5 separate regions of the Mus musculus genome follow, and all the other regions are linked to region 4. The links are chromatin contacts, called in public HiChIP or PLAC-seq and promoter capture Hi-C maps. All regions are on one chromosome and are shown on one strand. The core of a region is the stretch at or near the end of the contact, and the rest is flanking DNA. Distances in the headings are between cores, read along the strand shown. Region 1 overlaps Birc6 (baculoviral IAP repeat-containing 6). Region 2 overlaps Ttc27 (tetratricopeptide repeat domain 27). Region 3 overlaps Rasgrp3 (RAS, guanyl releasing protein 3). Region 4 overlaps Ltbp1 (latent transforming growth factor beta binding protein 1). Region 5 overlaps Rasgrp3 (RAS, guanyl releasing protein 3).

The links. Promoter capture Hi-C pulls out the DNA fragments that hold promoters and counts their contacts. HiChIP or PLAC-seq counts read pairs in DNA pulled down with a chosen protein or histone mark.
Region 1: a contact with region 4 is called in a promoter capture Hi-C map of the 3T3-L1 cell line, with 2.4 times the contacts expected there. The contact joins two enhancer-like sites. A contact is called at or near these places in 1 of 39 promoter capture datasets (the 3T3-L1 cell line) and 2 of 484 Hi-C or Micro-C datasets (embryonic fibroblasts and uterus).
Region 2: a contact with region 4 is called in an HNF4G HiChIP or PLAC-seq map of pancreatic cancer cells. The contact joins two enhancer-like sites. A contact is called at or near these places in 9 of 484 Hi-C or Micro-C datasets (Sertoli cells, bone marrow-derived macrophages, cortical neurons and 6 more) and 2 of 115 datasets of contacts at active chromatin or transcription factors (fibro-adipogenic progenitors and pancreatic cancer cells).
Region 3: a contact with region 4 is called in a FOXA1 HiChIP or PLAC-seq map of pancreatic cancer cells. The contact joins two enhancer-like sites. A contact is called at or near these places in 2 of 115 datasets of contacts at active chromatin or transcription factors (bone marrow-derived macrophages and pancreatic cancer cells).
Region 5: a FOXA1 HiChIP or PLAC-seq map of pancreatic cancer cells shows a contact between it and region 4. The contact joins two enhancer-like sites. A contact is called at or near these places in 2 of 115 datasets of contacts at active chromatin or transcription factors (large pre-B cells and pancreatic cancer cells).

Annotation. Positions count from the first base shown.
Region 1 is chr17:74,666,418-74,669,767 of GRCm38.p6, reverse strand. Birc6 (baculoviral IAP repeat-containing 6) reads right to left here. Exons shown (of 73, transcript NM_007566.3): 63 at 845-1,009. Among named protein-coding and RNA genes, the nearest start is that of Ttc27, 50 kb to the left of the region's middle. Within about 2 kb of position 1,572, at least 24 of the 459 cell types and tissues checked have an H3K27ac peak or open chromatin away from gene starts, as enhancers often do.
Region 2 is chr17:74,818,013-74,821,469 of GRCm38.p6, reverse strand. All of the region lies in intron 13 of Ttc27 (tetratricopeptide repeat domain 27), which reads right to left. Among named protein-coding and RNA genes, the nearest start is that of Ttc27, 100 kb to the right of the region's middle. Within about 2 kb of position 2,024, at least 48 of the 459 cell types and tissues checked have an H3K27ac peak or open chromatin away from gene starts, as enhancers often do. A contact at or near this core is called in pancreatic cancer cells, where this site is marked.
Region 3 is chr17:75,468,898-75,472,146 of GRCm38.p6, reverse strand. The region is part of intron 1 of Rasgrp3 (RAS, guanyl releasing protein 3); the gene reads right to left. Among named protein-coding and RNA genes, the nearest start is that of Rasgrp3, 35 kb to the right of the region's middle. Within about 2 kb of position 1,421, at least 13 of the 459 cell types and tissues checked have an H3K27ac peak or open chromatin away from gene starts, as enhancers often do. A contact at or near this core is called in pancreatic cancer cells, where this site is marked.
Region 4 is chr17:75,108,593-75,111,936 of GRCm38.p6, reverse strand. The region is part of intron 3 of Ltbp1 (latent transforming growth factor beta binding protein 1); the gene reads right to left. Among named protein-coding and RNA genes, the nearest start is that of Ltbp1, 100 kb to the right of the region's middle. Within about 2 kb of position 1,321, at least 84 of the 459 cell types and tissues checked have an H3K27ac peak or open chromatin away from gene starts, as enhancers often do. A contact at or near this core is called in pancreatic cancer cells, where this site is marked.
Region 5 is chr17:75,503,244-75,506,704 of GRCm38.p6, reverse strand. It overlaps Rasgrp3 (RAS, guanyl releasing protein 3), which reads right to left. Exons shown (of 17, transcript NM_001166493.1): 9 at 3,316-3,461. Among named protein-coding and RNA genes, the nearest start is that of Fam98a, 47 kb to the left of the region's middle. Within about 2 kb of position 1,479, at least 22 of the 459 cell types and tissues checked have an H3K27ac peak or open chromatin away from gene starts, as enhancers often do. A contact at or near this core is called in pancreatic cancer cells, where this site is marked.

The DNA.
Region 1 (3,350 bases), core at 323-2,822, 440 kb after region 4:
TGACAGACACGGGAGCATCACCACTGTCGCCTTTGGATTTCTCTTTCTGGGGAACTCAGGAGGCTCCCGTGGCCTCCACTTGGCCATGTGGGTCACCGTGACCTGAGATTCAGATGCTCGCTCGCAGTGTCACTTTAATGCGGTGCCGAGGACTGAATCCAGAGGGCCCATGAATGCTAGGCACACACGCTACTACGCTGCACTCCAAGTCCTCACTGCACTGATTCAGTCTGAGAGTGCTGGGACCTCAGAATTTATACTACAACGAGCATGCCATCTTAAAACTGCAAAGTAACACTTCAAAATGGCGGCAATTTCATTTATTTCTATGATATAAAGATGTCCCCTCCTATTTTCAACTTGCTTGATTGTGGAATCACTATAGAACAATTTGAACTGAGAGTGAGCTACAGGTACAGTTTAGCGGTGAGAGGTCCCAGTGCAGAATGGAGTACGAATACTGGGTTGTAAGCACAGGTCAGAGGCTTTACATTAAAACAAAGGCTAGCTAGCAGATGTTATGTTTCTAGAGAACATCTTGAAATCAAAGGATAATTGTATCTGAGGTGAGAAGCTAATTGAGGGGAATATATTTAGAATTACAAGCATAAAAGACCATTCTTTAAACCATGGCATTTATACTGTATTTGGAGAAGAAAGCAAAAGCAAGCCTAAGAATGCTGGAGCACATCTGTCATGATTACACTTGGAGGTGAAGAAAGGAAGATCAGAGTTCAAGGGCAGCCTAGAAAACATGAAACATCTCAGCAAAAAGAAAAAAGACAAAATACTTAATGAACTGAGTAAATCATCAGTACTGATAACAACCGACTCACAAGCGTACCTGCAAAAGGCAGGTCACATGCTCCTCTTCTAGCCTCTGTTTAGTTAAGGCTTGTTCCACGTCCCATCCTGATGCCGTGGAACCTGTGCCAAAGCCAGTCCCTTTGGCCCAGTACAGCTGCTGTTCTTCTGCTGATGTGGGGTTATGGGAATTTGACACCTGCGGCTTTTAAGAAGAGGAAAATTACTAGTATTTGGTATTATTTGTTTTTTTTTTTAAATTATCATTAGGACTATCCAAAAGATTAACAATATAAAAATCAATTTGGCCATTCATCAAAAAGTTGAAAACTACTTACTGTGACACTCCTAGGCATACACCAAACACAATGAAAACTGGTGCTAAAATAAACATTTGTATACACCCGCACACAGCAGTATTATACACTACAATCCAAGGATAAAAAGATCCCAAATGCTTGCCAATGAATGAATATATTGAACTAATCAAGGGAACACTATCCAGCTGCAAGAAAGTAGACTAATGCATGTTGTATAAAGAAAATTTGGAAAGAACACCAGAGAGACACAGACAGACAGACAGACAGACACAGACACAGACACAGACACAGACACACACACACACACACACACACACACACACACACACACACACACACACGGGTGGGGGAGGGAGGGAAGGAGTAAAGAAGAAGTAGGGAGAGGAGGAGGAGAAGGGGAGGGCAGAGGAGGAGGCAGAGGGAGAAAATAAATGAAAGTGAAAACTACTTAAGGCTCAAAGAATCAATGACTCAAAACCAAATAGAAACAGAAACACAGAAAAGTTTAAGCCAGACCATTTTAGGGCTCCAGTAAAAAACTATCTCAGGAGATTTCTCAATCAAAGGAGAAAGACAACTTCTATTTTTAGAAGGAACATATCAGAATGGCTAAGATCAAGAACTAAAAGGACAGCACATGGGGGTGAAGCAAGGGGAACACTCCTCACTGTTCGGATTAGGAATAGTTCTACCTCAAGACCCAGTATGCCACTCCTGGGCATATACCCAAAAGATGTTCCACCACCCCACAAGGACACTTGCTCAACATGTTCAAAGCAGTTTTATAATAAGTAATAGCCAGAAACTGGAAATAACCTAAATGCCTCTCCACTGAAGAATGGATACAGAAAATGTGGTTTATCTATACAATAGTAGACTACTCAGCCATTAAAAACCAAGGACATCACTTGGGAGGCAGAGGCAGGCAGATTTCTGAGTTCAAGGCCACCCTGGTCTACAGAGTGAGTTCCAGAACAGCCAGGGCTACACAGAGAAACCCTGTCTCGAAAAACCAAAAAAGCAAACAAACAAACAAAAACAAGGACATTATGGATTTCACAGGCAAATGGATGGAACTAGAAAATATCCAGAGTGAAGTATCCAAGACCCCAAAGGACATACATGGTATGTCCTCACTTTTAAGTGCATATTAACCATAAAGTACAGGATAATCATGCCGTAATCAACAGACCCAAACAAGGATGGCCCAAGGGAGGATAGATATCCCAGACGATGGAAAGAGGGGACGGAGAGGGTAGGGAGAGATCATATGTAGGAAGAACAGGGTAGAGGAAAGGGAAGTAGACAGTGGGAGGGCAATCTTTAGGATGTGCCAAAGACCTGAGATGGGAAGAGGTCCACAAGGTCTATAGAGGTGAATCTAGCTAAGACTCCTAGTAGTGGGGCATATAGATCCTGAAGTGGCTGCTTCTTGTAGCCAGGCAGGACTCCCAGTAGAAGGATAAGGACAGCAACCCACCAGAAAGCCTTCGACCCAAAATGTACCCTGCCTACAAGATGTGCAGGGACAGAGATAGAGCAGAGTCTGAGGGAATGGCCAACCAATGACTGCCCCAAATTGAGACCCATCCCATGGGTGAGAACCAATCCCTGACACTATTAATGATACTCTATTAAGCTTGCAGACAGGAACCTAGCATAACTGACTTCTGTCCCAGCAGCCAAAGGAACGAGATGCAGAGACTCATAAACAAACATAAGATGGAGCTCGGGAATCTTACAGAAAAGCTGGGGGCAGGACTGAGACCCAAAATGGAAAAAAGAAAAGGGGAAGGTAGAATGGGGGGAGAACTTACATGAGGGGATACTGTGAGGAGAGAAAGGGCTGATATTGGATTGATAATGAAGTGAATCAATAAATTTTAAAAAACTAAAATGGCATTCTTAGTCAAAAGAGGCACACTACTTCTATTTCTAGAGGTCACATATCTCAATTTTTTGTTGTTGTTCAAATGTGAGTGGACCAGGTATTTATTTCTGTAAGCATATAGATCAGTGGCGACTACAGTGTAACCCTGATAAAGAGACCAAGAAAAGGTCATATTGGTGATAAGGAAGAATAGAAAATCGAAACAGATACAGAAGTCAGGAAGGAAGATACAAAGTTAATGCTGTGCTAGTTTTATTCCTGTCATGGAGTTTTTTCTTTTTTCCTTTTTTTATAGTGGGTAAGTACATAAATATTAATTGAGGGCACAAGTTTAA
Region 2 (3,457 bases), core at 775-3,274, 290 kb after region 4:
TCCTATATAGGCCTCAGCAGAAAAAAAAAAAAAAACACACACACACACACAAATTAATAAATAAACAAAAAGCAAATATCTTCCCCACAGGTTGATATTAAAAAAAAAAACATATGAAATCAAGATACAAATGGGAAACTTTACTTTTTAATCCACGAGAAAAGATTAGCAAATAATGCAAATAACAGTACCCAAGATATAGCTCGAGGCCACTCTGGTCACATGAAGTGTCTTATTTACTTTTAAGTTTAAAAAATATCCAAGTTTTATATTCAGTATATTAAATTTTTAATAAACATTTAGATATATGAAGTATTAATATGGCTCCTGTATCATTTACCTTTGGTTATTTTTTGCAGTTGTTTTAATAATTTGCATGCAATGAAAATCTCCAGATCAGTTAACTGTTGGCTTGCCTCTCTCAGTACAGGTAACCATCTTGGCCCTGGACTCATACAAAGCTCTCAGCTTTAAACTTCAGGGTCTCCCAGTTGCTATCAGCTGACTCACTACAATGTCTTTATTTTTTCTTTCTCAATGGAGGTCTTTAGAATCTGAAGAACTGTGGACAATGCTTAGCATGTCTTTTACTTTGTTTTTAAATTATTACTTAAATGCCCATTATCAATGATGACTGATGGGGCCAGTGAGATGGCTCAGCAAGTAATAGCATTTATCCCACAAACCAGACAACCTAACCTGAGTTTGATGGCCAGAACCCATGTCAAAAAAAAAAAAAAAAATCCAGCTGTGGGGAAACACATCTAAGGTCTACAAGCCTATTAGACGCACAGCCCGCATAGCCGGGCAGCTTTGTAAGCTAGCCATCTTGATACTCATGACAAGGGATGTACCTAAAGATGAAAGAAAAAACCAATTTCTGCAAGTTGTCTGCTGATCTCCACATGCATGCTAAGTCAGTCACACATGCATGTGTGCTCGAGTACAGGTGTACACGTACACACACACACACTGCGCGAGCACACACGCGGCACACACGCACCAATACAATATATATTAAATAAATGAGTCAAGATGCCTCAAAACTTTCACACAAGTCCTCAAAATACAGCTGAATTCTTTAAGCTCCAAAATTACTACGACTTAGCCCAGAGCTGTCAGGTGGGTAAGAAAGAGCTTAGCTTCATTACCTGCTCTGGTGGCTACACTTTTTATAAGTTTAATAATATTTATTTCTAGATATCCAAAATGAGACTGCTTCAACATGTTAATATATGAACCACTTGAGAAGTTTTATATCCGCCTTCTCCCTGCCAAGTCTTTTAAGTCTGATGTGTAACCAGGACTTGCAGCATTGCCTCTAGGAGACACAGCACTGTCTCCTCCCTTTAAAGTGAATCCACAGCCCTGGCTAAGGGACTACTGAAGTAGAAATTTCTGGTTTCTTTAACAACTCAGTCATGTCACGTGACTTTTTTGGGAAGCTATCTTGTGATATTTTACTGAAAACAAACACTTGAGAGAGCACGTGATGCCTAGAAAGAATATAAATAGAATCCCACAGACAGTGAGAGAGATATGCTCTTGCATTGTTATTTGTGTGACACTTCACTTCTTCACTGGTCTTCTTTAGACTTTGCTTTGTAGAGAGAAATGCATCAAAGAACCTCTTGTGGTATTCTGGCTGATTCTGGCCACTTCTACTGACTCATCCTGATTCAGCTAAGCCTTGCTGTTTATGTTGGACTGAGTCACCACTACTGATTTGTGTTTGGTGTTTGCTACTGAACTGGACTGCTGGTATCCTGACAACAAAGAGTGGAACTGCCTCAATGAACTACTAAACAGGTCTATAATTCTCTTTTGCTATTTTAACCTTCTTTTTTATCCCCTACCTCTGATCAGTGGGCTAGAAGGGAGGTTGAAATATTTAAGAACCCCAACTAAAGTAGGTTTTGAAAAATCTAAGAATACAGGTGGCACTCAACATGGCCTAGGCATAATGGGTAACTCTGCTACTTCTTGTATAGAGGAATAGGCAAGTTTTGATGGCTTAGCAATGTTGTGTAAGGAGGATGGCAAAATAAGAGAAACTGCCACTGGGTTGTTTCCTGCCTTGCTCCTGGAGGGGGTTCTCTGGTTTTGGTTCATAGGTTTCATGCATACCATTTTGAAAAAGATTATGGGGAAAGCTGAAAACTCAGAAGGCTCAGTCAATTCTCTTGGGTTAGAAAGGATTGCACGGTTGGCTATGCACTTAGAGTGTGTGGACAGAGGCTGAAGTGCTTGGAAAGCAAAAAGAGCCAGTGAGAGGAGAACAACACCACTGTTCGGCTTGGTGTCTGAGACAGAAATTTACCACACGATGAGAGAGGGAAGCAAACTAGGCTAGAAGACAACCTTGCCCTGCCCATGCACTTTGACTTATAGGTGCCCAGAGCACCTCCATGAGACAAGGGTTGAGGAAGAGCAAGAGGCACTACAGGGACAGGTTAGTATCCAGACAAGTGCACTGCCAGAGCATGTGCTTGGGGCTGCACAGGTACTTTCAGCTTTCCCAGGCTTTGTACAAATCTGATCTGATGATGTCATAATTGACGATGTTGTGTTGCTGCGTTAAGAGCTTGGGATGTGACTGAGCAGCCAGGGGGACAATCCATCTCATTCACTAAGGTAATACATGGCCCTGGGGAAGCCTTTATTGACTTCTTACAGATCAGGTTCAGCTATAAACAGACCAAATCAGACCCTGAAACCAGAGAGTACATTGACAGAGATCTTGGCATTTGAAAATGCAAATATTAAATGTAAGAGGTCAGTCAGTCCATTGAAAGCACAAGGAGCACCAATACACAAATGGATAAGAGAGACAATTGGTGCTGGCCTTCAGGAGCACCATGCCAATGTTATAGGAACCAAAATGCCCAGTGCTTTGTAATGAATTTGGTCATTTCAAGAAACTGTAAAAATAAAAGATTCAGGTCTCAAAATAGCAAGTGCATTAAGTCTGGAGAATATGGCATTCATAGACAAGAATAAGGAGGTTCTGGCTGCTATGAAACACAAAAGCTTCCAGGGTATTGTAGCCACTGTAGAAAGGGCAAACACTGGTCTAAAGATTGTAGGTCCAAGATATTCATAAGACATAACCTTACAGTTGGGAAACGAACCGAGCGGGCTTTCAGTTTGAGACCCTGGAGCAAACAATAAGAGCCATCTTCCTTTGGTCAGCCAGGAAATACCAAGTGGACAAGAAGATCAAAACTAAGTATTTCTGATCTTATAGATGCAGCTCAGGATCTTGCCAAAGATACATCTCTTACACTACCCCCCAAATTTCAATATTACAGGCTAACCACTGGTGTTTATGATCCTTTACTTTCAGGGATAGTAGGAATCTTGGGAAATTTTATTGTGCACCCAGGTATTATAAGTGGGAATAGCAAGAAAGATAAACAAATTATGATATATATGAAAAAGGAGGTACAAATTAATG
Region 3 (3,249 bases), core at 172-2,671, 360 kb before region 4:
TAACTTGGAGACTGACTGTGCCTTAGATTGATGGCTGTGTCTAACTCCATTCCTAGCTCATCAATTTCCCTTTGGGCCAATTGCATTGGTCTCTCTGCCACATTACAAATGCTCCAGACAGGGGAAAATGCAATTAAAATCACTTACACATTCTCTAATGCAGTTGCTTGTCTGTGGGGTTGAAAAAAATTAAGCGGCGAGAAAGTAATAACTAAAAGGAAGCTCTGGGAATAGATATAAATTTCCCATGTTATTTTCCTCCCGTGGGTAGTTCTCTGCCAGTTGTACCAGGAACACATCCTTAATTAAAACTCTGACTGTATTTATAGTCTTAAAGCAAATCAATGTCATAATAATATGGCACCTTATGGGGTAGTTATGGGCCAGCTGATTAAGGGAAAAGACGGGACAACATTTGGGAAATAAAGAAGCCTTCAGAAAATAAAAGTACCAATCCTATTAAACAGAAGCTTAAAAGATATTAGTGTAGCTGCAGCAACCTGAATCCTGTCACAAACTAGACATGAATAAGATCCTTCTATTACAGTAGGGGCATCAAGATTTACACTGCTTTGAACTCCGCTGACCGAAATGAAATCCATAATGGTAAAACCATCACCAACCATCTCACTGTCTTTCCTTCTTTTATAAATGTTCTCTTGTATGCTCTTGGAAGGTGCCGAAAATTCTGTTTATTACAATAACCAGTAAAAAGGGGGAAATACCTTTTGGATCAGTTTATGAGTCAGTTCAAGACTTTTTTTTTTTTAATTCAAAGAAAGTAGCCCTAAACAGTCATACTACAAAGGTTATTATAATGTTTTATTTATTATAAAACAGCATACATTTATATTTTCCCTGGCTATTACTATGTATAGCTGCACTCACAACTACTAGAAGCCACATACAGCTGTTTTTATGATCTTACCAACATACTGATAATGGTGCTAGTCAATAAACAATGAACTTGTTGGAGAACTGACCAACAGTAAAGAGTCTCAATTAGTCTAGTGAGCTAAGACTCCTCACACTGAGCAAGTGACCACAAGGAGGAAAGGAATAAGCACGTCGGAATGCACACTTGCCCCCTGGATGTGCGGGTGTTGTAGCCAGCAGAACTCCCAGGAATTGCTTTTCTTAGGCAAGGAGAATATATGCAAGAGAGCAGGCTGGACTATTTTAAATGTAATCAATTAATTATATTAATAACTTTTATATCTAAAAAATGGGCCCTCTCAAAGCTGATGTTACATCATGCCGTCATTGCTGAGACTTCAACCAACCCACACCAGTGACGAAAATGATGACTAAATTCCACTACAAATGTTATCTGAAGCCAATATCTTTGTGTCTGTGACTAAGATGGACTTATTCTTCAAGTCAACTGCCCATAAAACTTACTTAATACCACCAACAATACCCATCAGCCAGCACACCACAAACTAGTCATAAACCAATGCCTAACAGAAGATCATGACAAGGTACAGCCTTTTTCACTACAAAAGACAATTCAAAATGTGCACTTGAATGATGTAATTGAACCCCGTCTTCGCCTGGATGACAGCATAAACAGAGAAATTCCTGGGATTCGGGGCTAATAGATTGTTTACACTGTGTAGAATTCTGCCTGCACGTACTTCCTCCATGACTGTGGACAAGTTACGTACATTTTCTTATTCTCAGTCTCCTCTCTGTAAACAATGGGAATGATGCCCACACCCCTACTTGAAATTGTGGCAGTGAGAGAGAGTGCCTAGTGCCAGTGAATTCCCATGTAAACGGGCATTCTCTTTTTTCAATCCCAGAGATGAATTCAAAGACCAAAGCACAGTGACTTTACATACCACAGACTCTGAAGGGACAAAGACCACATGAAAGAATAGAACACCCAAGATTTTAGGTCTCATAAAGTAATGAGAACATGACAGCATGATGGCTGACTCCTATAATAAATGAGCAACTGATATAAAGGGGAAATAAGGGACCATGGGGCTAGCTTTTGGAGAACAGGTGTCTGTAAAGCATGCAATCTTCCAAGACAGACAAAACATGCTCTGTGTCCTAGGATTCCATTCCCTATTGCAAAACATCAAAGAAATCAAGCAAGCATTTGATGTCAAAATTCTGAGTCCATTCTTTATGTCTCTGCTAGCGTTCACTAAATTATGCCATTTCCTTGGGGAAAAAAAAGCATTTTCCATCAAAGATCAGAGCCTTCATATCCTCAAGGTTTTATGTCTATGAAATGCAACCAACCATGAATGTACAGTATGTTTCTCAAAGTAGTGATATCTGTACTGAACACCTTTTGTTCTTTTCATTATTCCTTAAAGAATATAGGATAACAATATTAGGTCACATCTCCAAGTGAGACACAGATGATTGAAGTCACACAGGAAGATCAGCATAGGTTATATAAAAAACACTGTGCCCAAGCCGGGCGTGGTGGCGCACGCCTTTAATCCCAGCACTCAGGAGGCAGAGGCAGGCAGATTTCTGAGTTAGAGGCCAGCCTGGTCTACAAAGTGAGTTCCAGAACAGCCAGGGCTATGCAGAGAAACCCTGTCTTGAAAAAAACAAACAAAAAAAAAAACCACCCAAGCAAACAGACAAACAAACAAACAAACAAAAACACTGTGCCCCTGAACAGGAAGGATCTGGGCATCATGATCATGCATGGTGTTCATGGAGTCCTGGAATCTATCACATAAGGACACTAAGGGACAAGTCTCATCCCCAGTGTTCTAGTTTAGAAGACTACAGTGAGAACTACTACTGATTTGGGTTTACTTTTGAGGGGATTGGGTGAGTAAAATTAAATTTTGCTTTTTCTTTCTATAAGTAGGTTAATCTCTAAAATATGTAATCTGGGCATGATGACTTTGCAAAAAACATTTATACTTTCTCAAGGCATCCATGTAACACTGATCTCCTCAGTGTTCTTCCTGTCAGCCTGAAAGATTTCCCCATTCCCCAGATCCTTATATATTATACACAGCCTTTTGCTCACTACCATTTTGATGTCTAGCCAAGTGAAGGGATGTAGAGAGGCAGATGAAATGTATAAAAATGTTCAAGCAGTAGTTTTCTGTGAAGGCTCTCCCTGACTGATGACCCAGAGAAACCACAGGTTCACAACTGGCAAGTGAGACAACCACTCAGTCTCTAGGTGCGCAGCAAATCATAAGATGGCAAGACTCATGGCAAAAGAGCATGCGCAGCAGCCATCAGATCTCCTCCTACGCCACT
Region 4 (3,344 bases), core at 72-2,571:
AAATGTAATGAATATGTCTGTGTTCTTGGTCCCTCTGGAAGAGGCCAGATAATGTCACCGTTGTCCTTCACTCAGTGAACAAAGAACTAAGTCCTATCTAAAATATGTCAGTGAGCTTAGAAGTACCTTAACTCTCCAGCCTTGGTCCGCCATTGCTTATCTGGTCATCTGTTAAACTTACTCATAAAGGAAGGACGGGTTAGAGGTAACAGTCTTCACCACTGACAATAAGAAAGTTTGAAAGAGACAAAGAGCCCCACCATCAGAGCTCCACCAAGACCTACTGAGGCCCATCGTGAAGATGGGGCCCTAGAATGTGTAGCTAAAGAATAGAAAGTGCACAGGTCTTTCTGATGGCCAGCAAAAGAAAAAGCCACTGCTTTAGTGAATCTTTTCTTCAAGGCTCACACAGTGACACACAGAGGTGAATTTTCTGGCTAATATCTCGGCTGGTAACTAACTTATAGTCTTGACCTAGGATTTAAACAGTCTACAAGACCATTATTATCCCCCGCCCCACCCCATCTGACAGCTCCACAGTCCTCTCTGCTTGGGTTTCCCCAGTGCTGGGCATCAAACAATGAATGAGTGAAATAGCCATGCCTTCAGGAAGCTACCGTCATCCAATTAGAAGTACAGTCCATTGAAACGTTCATCGGCTATAAGAATAAACCAGAGAACGAGCTAGGAGTCCCTGTTCTCATAAATGGGTTGTGGCCTCTAGGCTTCTGGGAAGTTCCTAGCATGGGCTGGCAAGTCTGGGCATTTTTTTTTCTCAGCACAGAACCACCGAGCAGTAAAAGAGTTACCTACTTCAGTGAGTAACTGAACAGGCATGCACAAAGACCTCAGAAGACTTCACGTCAATCCAGCTGTATTTGAAGTGCAGACCTGTGGTCACTGGCCAGGTCACCAGCCACCCACCGCTAACACCAGCTAAGAGGTTTCATCACCCCAACAGGCAAGCTGCCCCAGTTTATTCTACCCTTCGCCCAGGGCCGCAGTCACCTCGCCATGGTCCTATGCGAACCACGATTTACAGATCAACAATAAGCGTTCTCCAGATGGAGGAATGATAAACTATTCCAAAACAAATCTCCAAAGGGGAAGAGGGAAATAAAACAGATTTCTGAGTTTGTTTTTCATGGGCAGCAGGGAAAAAAAATAAATCTACCAAATACCAACACCTCTCCAAAAGGCCTCCTGCCAAGTTCATGATGACTGGTGTTAAAAATGTGAGTTTCCGGTAGAGAGTGTGACACATCCCTGAGTCAAAGGGGAGCCCAGCCCTGGCTCACAGTCTCTGTCAGAACTGGGTGACACTTTCCCTCTAAGGAGTTTAAAATAAGGGCAACAGTGAAGTCAAGGCCATGAGTCATTTTGTTGCCTGCAGCCATGCTCAGATTTCCATCAGAATCAATAGGCCAAACTCACGGCTCTGAATCACAAATGGCGTTTCGGAGAACAGAGACCTGAACTTTGAGCAAGTTAGAAACACTGCACCCACATAATCTTTGTTGATACGCCCAGGAAATGAACACCGCACAAGGAAGCAAAGACCTCGGGCAAACAAAGAGAAGAGAGGAGGGAAGGTGGAGGGCCAAGCCTTAAATTCCCTGTTCTTCCCCATAACTGTTCAGTAAGCAGGAAAGAGATGGATAAGCTGGCAGCTATGGTGAGGGACTTCAGTGTATGAGGCTTTAGCTATCCAGGAGGATAGAATAGGACCGAAAGAGAGGCTGGCTGCTTAGCAACTCCCTTATCCATACTCCAGGTCAAAGAACTAGATGCAACAAAGTATCCGGGAGAGGCAACCAGCAAAAGAAACAGCAGGAGTAGACAAAAGGGGCTTTAAAAAAAAAGCAACAACAGAATAAGGTACTATGTGGGGTCGTGTAAACTATGCAGGCGGTGGATAATTGCAAGCACCAGAGACCACCCCATCCTATACCCTCCCCTTAGGCCAGTGGTTCTCAACTTTCCTAATACAGCTACCCTTTGATACAGTTCCTCATATTGTGGTGACCCCCCCAACCATAAAAGTATTTCGTTGCTACTTCATAACTGCCATTTTGCTACTGTGACGTGTAATGTTAATATCCAATCTGCAGGACATCTGTTGTGATCCCTTTGGGGTTCAAGACTGTTTTGGGGTTGAGAACCTCTGCTGTGAGCCATTGTCACACAGCACTCCAAGCAGCCAACCCAAACTGATTGGGATTGAATTTGAGATTAAATAGACACCAACTGAAACGACATAGGAAACCTGGGTCTACGATTCACTCAGTGTTAAAATGACTTGTGCAAATTAAGGGCTCGTGTCTTGCCCTTCACTTAGGCAAGCCCCTCCACTCTCCAACCCTGCTTCACGGCACTTGCTAGTCCTGAAAGTCTCCTCAGTCTTAAAGCTACAAATTCCAGTTTGACCAGAACCAGGGACAAGTATGAAGTTCTGTTTTTTCTACCCCCTCACAATAATACTTCACACACACACATACACACACACACACACACACACACACACACACACACACACACCCTTGCTCCTTAAAGACTACAAATATTTAACCTTGTAAAATGCAAACAATCACATTCAAACCTTCTCTCCCTCCCTGAACCTCAACCCCTAAGAGGAATTAACCATGGTCCTCATTGGCAAAAAAATGACCCTTGGACTTATATGATCTCCAATACTCACCTAAAGCAAGGCATTGCTAAGAATTCCAATGAAATCACCTCTAGTGCAAATATTCCCACAGAGAGAGGGAATCAGATATATTTGCATGTGCTAGGACTGCAGTGAGCTTTACAGGAAAGAGAAAATTGAAAGAAAAGAGACTTATGTCCCCGTTCTCAGCCTATCAGCCTTCCACGGTTTCAGAATCCTAAATTGTCATTCCAGCCTGTAGCAACGTATAAACGCACGTAAGTGATTCCTGTGTTTATCATTTGAACATAAAAGTCAAATACATAGCTATGAAAAGGAGTCCACAGTTCAATAAAAGAACCATGTGCACAGTTCTAAGTCATCCTGTGGGAGAGAAGCTGAGGAGAATTTCTATCCAGGCCTGAGCTAACATCTAGAAGAACTTGGACCTCTCAGCCTCACAGTGGGAAACATTGTTTCTCTTGCATATCCAAGTTAGATTGCCACCGCAATGTGAATTTGGTTACTGAACACACACACACACACACACACACACACACACACACACACACCTAGAAATGAATGTTTTCTTATATTATCAGTAGTTCTCAACCTGAGTTCAAAAGCCTTTCATAGGGGTTACAAATCAGATATTTACAATTCATAACAGTAGCAAAAAAATCATAGTTATGAAGTA
Region 5 (3,461 bases), core at 230-2,729, 390 kb before region 4:
GGAGTTGGTCATTTTTAAACTTTGGGGACATTTATAAATCTTCCATCTTTTATTTTTGAGAAAGGAAGGGACAGAGGTGGTATGGCATTTTTCTGTTCCCCACCCCAACCCCCAGGATTTATTACAGGGCCTATGTGAGCATTTACCAGGGAGATGGATGGGGAAGGTGCCAGGAGAACTAGTGATCATGGAAAGTTCCAGCATTGGCAGACAGCCTGATGCACAGAATAGGTGTTTAATGATTGTTCATTAACTTGAGTTTTCTCACTTTCTATTTTTTTAACGTGCTAAAGCATATATGGGTCACTAAAGAACACAGCCACTTGACCTGAAGAAAAAGGAACTCCTCCCTTAAATGCTGTGCTCGTGGACACGCTCTTGTGCCTCAGACAGCTGCAGTCACGTGGTTCTTAATTCAAACGCGCATGTGCTTCATAGAGTGGACACGAGACTCTAGTGGACACATAAGCTTCCTCAGGGCTCATGGTGAGGACATTGCCTTCCACATGGCATCAGAAAAAAACGTAATGTGCCTTTGCGTGTAATGGACATCCTCCTTGATTGTGGGGAGACAAGGATGATCTTAGATATACGAAGAAACTGGCTTAGGTGTCGTGACTGCTCTGCAGGTCTGTGCTGTCCAGGGGAGTCGGTGGGCCATGGCCAATGCCATAAAACTGTTTTCTTATTTTCATGGCTGTGCCATCCTGTATTTCTAGAGTTGTAGAAATGCAGAGCTCATGAATGACCACAGAAGCATGAAGAAAAAGCTACAGTTAAGATGGACTAGCACAGGTTCAAGGCAGAGGTCAAGACTTCTCACTTACGATTTTTTGCTATCACTCTGAGCTATGCAGACTTAAATATGATGCTAAATAGCTTCTACATTGTCCCTCTGTGCTCTTAAAAAAAAAGAGGTGGGCATACTCTGGCATTATTTTTTTTTTTTCATTTGCTTTTCCTAACCAAAAAGAACTGCTTCTTAGCTTTTATTTTTTAAATTCAGGTTTCCGTTTATACCATTGAACTTTCATTAAAATTTTTTTTCAGAACTTTTCTAAACATCTTCTTGATAATGTAGCTTGGTGCATGTAGGTTTTGTGTTTGTTTGTTTGTTTGTTTGGGGACTGAGCCAGGGTCTTGGGCATGCTGGCAAGTATTCTACCATGGCGAGAGCTTCCCCTTGCTTGATGCACTTAAAACTGACTTAATTTCCCTGCTTTATCATTGTCTTCTAGGTGTTGGAGACATTGCCCAAATGTAGGCACCTGTGTTATAAAGTTATACTCATAACCATAACTGTTAAAAGCACAGTCTGGAGGCAGACAGTTGAAACTGCGGACCACACTGGCTCTTCTCTTCAGACATCATCTGTCTGTTTCGTGGTTTGTAGTCTGATTGTGGTTAGAAACCTGGGCACTGATTCACGGAAACATATTTACATGGCAAATGATTAATCAATGCAGGTGCTTGAGTTATTGTGAGGTGGTTCCCCACTGGAGAACATCTTTGTGTTCGTTGTTGAATCACACAAACCCAAGACATCTGTGGTTTGACCACTTCAACGTCACACTAAAAGTACAGTTGATATTACCATTCTACTTAGGGGTGTATCCTTTAGTTGCAGTTAGTGGGTGAAGTCTGGGAGCCAGGCTCCTATTCCAACGCAGCAGTCCTAAGTAATTTAGGCTGCCAGAGCTTAAGAAGAGTCATTGCTTTCATTTTCTATGGACATCAAAAGAGAACATCAGCTCATCAACGGCAGCCGAGTTTCAGATGCTGCGCTGTTATGAAGCCAAAGGGGGAAATTGTACCTTTGCTTGTTTAAGCAAGGATAAGAGAATTTGTTTATGTTCCTTCCTTCTCAAAAACCAAGTTACCATGGAAGATGTCATCTTTTATACACCTGTTGTGTCTAAACACTAGACCTGAAGACCACCCAAACAATCTGTTACAAGTGCCTAAATAAATAAATAAATAAATAAATAAATAGAGTGGCAGTTGACAAAAGGATGTCAGACTTTTTGTCTGACACTCACCACTCCTAAGCAGAGCATTCACTCTGACTCCTGAGTTCTTAATTGTGCCAGGTACTGTGGAAGGTGCTGGGCATGTGCTAACTAAAGCACATGAACAGAAAAAGATAGTTAGTCTAACGCAGAGCAAAGCCTCCTGCAGTTGAGGCGAATGTAAAACCCAGGATAAAGCACAATAGAGTCATTCCTGCTTTGGAAGAGAACAAAGAATGCCCTGGAAAGACTCTTTAAAAAGCAGCACATGGTGGCCCATGGCTAGAACCCTAGCACTTGGGAGATTGAGGTCAAGGGGCCACAAGTTCAAGACTAGCCTGAGCTAAACAAGACCCAGTCTAAAACAAACAACAACAACAACAAAAAAATGAAAACAAGAGAAAAGTAAACAAAAACAAAAAAAGCAAGAAGTCAGCAAGACGACTCAGCAGAAAAAGGAACTCCTTCCACAAACACACCAACCTGTTTTAGCCTTGAATCTATATACAGGTAGGAAGAGAAAACAAACTCATGACGTTGTCCTTTGACCTGCACATGATTGCTGTGTTATGCTCAAGTCTCTCTCTCCCTGCTCCTCCTTCTTCTTTTTCTCCCTCCCCCTCCTTCTCTCTCTCTTCCTCTTCTTCCCCCTACCATGCACACACATAAATATAATACGAAATAAAAAGTTTAAATTAAGAATAAAGACAGAGCTGGGCATGGTGGCGCATGCCTTTAATCCCAGCACTCGGGAAGCAGAGGCAGGCGGATTTCTGAGTTCGAGGCTAGCCTGGTCTACAGAGTGAGTTCCAGGACAGCCAGGGCTACACAGAGAAACCCTATCTCGAAAAACCAATAAATAAATAAATAAATAAATAAATAAATAAATAAATAAATAAATAAAATAAAGACAGAGTCTTTGAATTATCAATCAAAATAGAAGCAGAGGACTTGAGGACATAAGGAAAGAGCTGATTAGTTGGCCAAGTATGCTGAAGGAGAGTAATGGGCTAAAGTGGCTCTTAGGGAAGAGGTTCATGTAGGCAGAGACTAGGCTTCTCCCAAAGAAGGAAAATGTATTTGCCAAGAGGCTACAGTCTCAAATCATGCTCCTTGTGGGTGTAAGTTTCTGTTTTCCTCATCCTTTGAGAGCCTCATCCTAGTCCTAGGCTCCTTAGGCCTAGGCTCCATGGACTGACCTCAAATTATTCTCCCTCTAAAGTGAATTGTTACAACATATCTTTCGATGACACTGGAAATTAAGATACAAAGTGCAAATAGCATACTATTGACCCCTGGGACTCACAGTGAGTAGGTTGATCAAATCCATGTTAGGTTCCAAGTGGTGAGAGGCATTCTGCAGGGAGACCAGTTCACTCAGGGTAACAGAAAGCTGGTGCATTTTCACAACGTTCACTTTGTTCTCCTCCATCCAGTCTGGGAAAATGACAT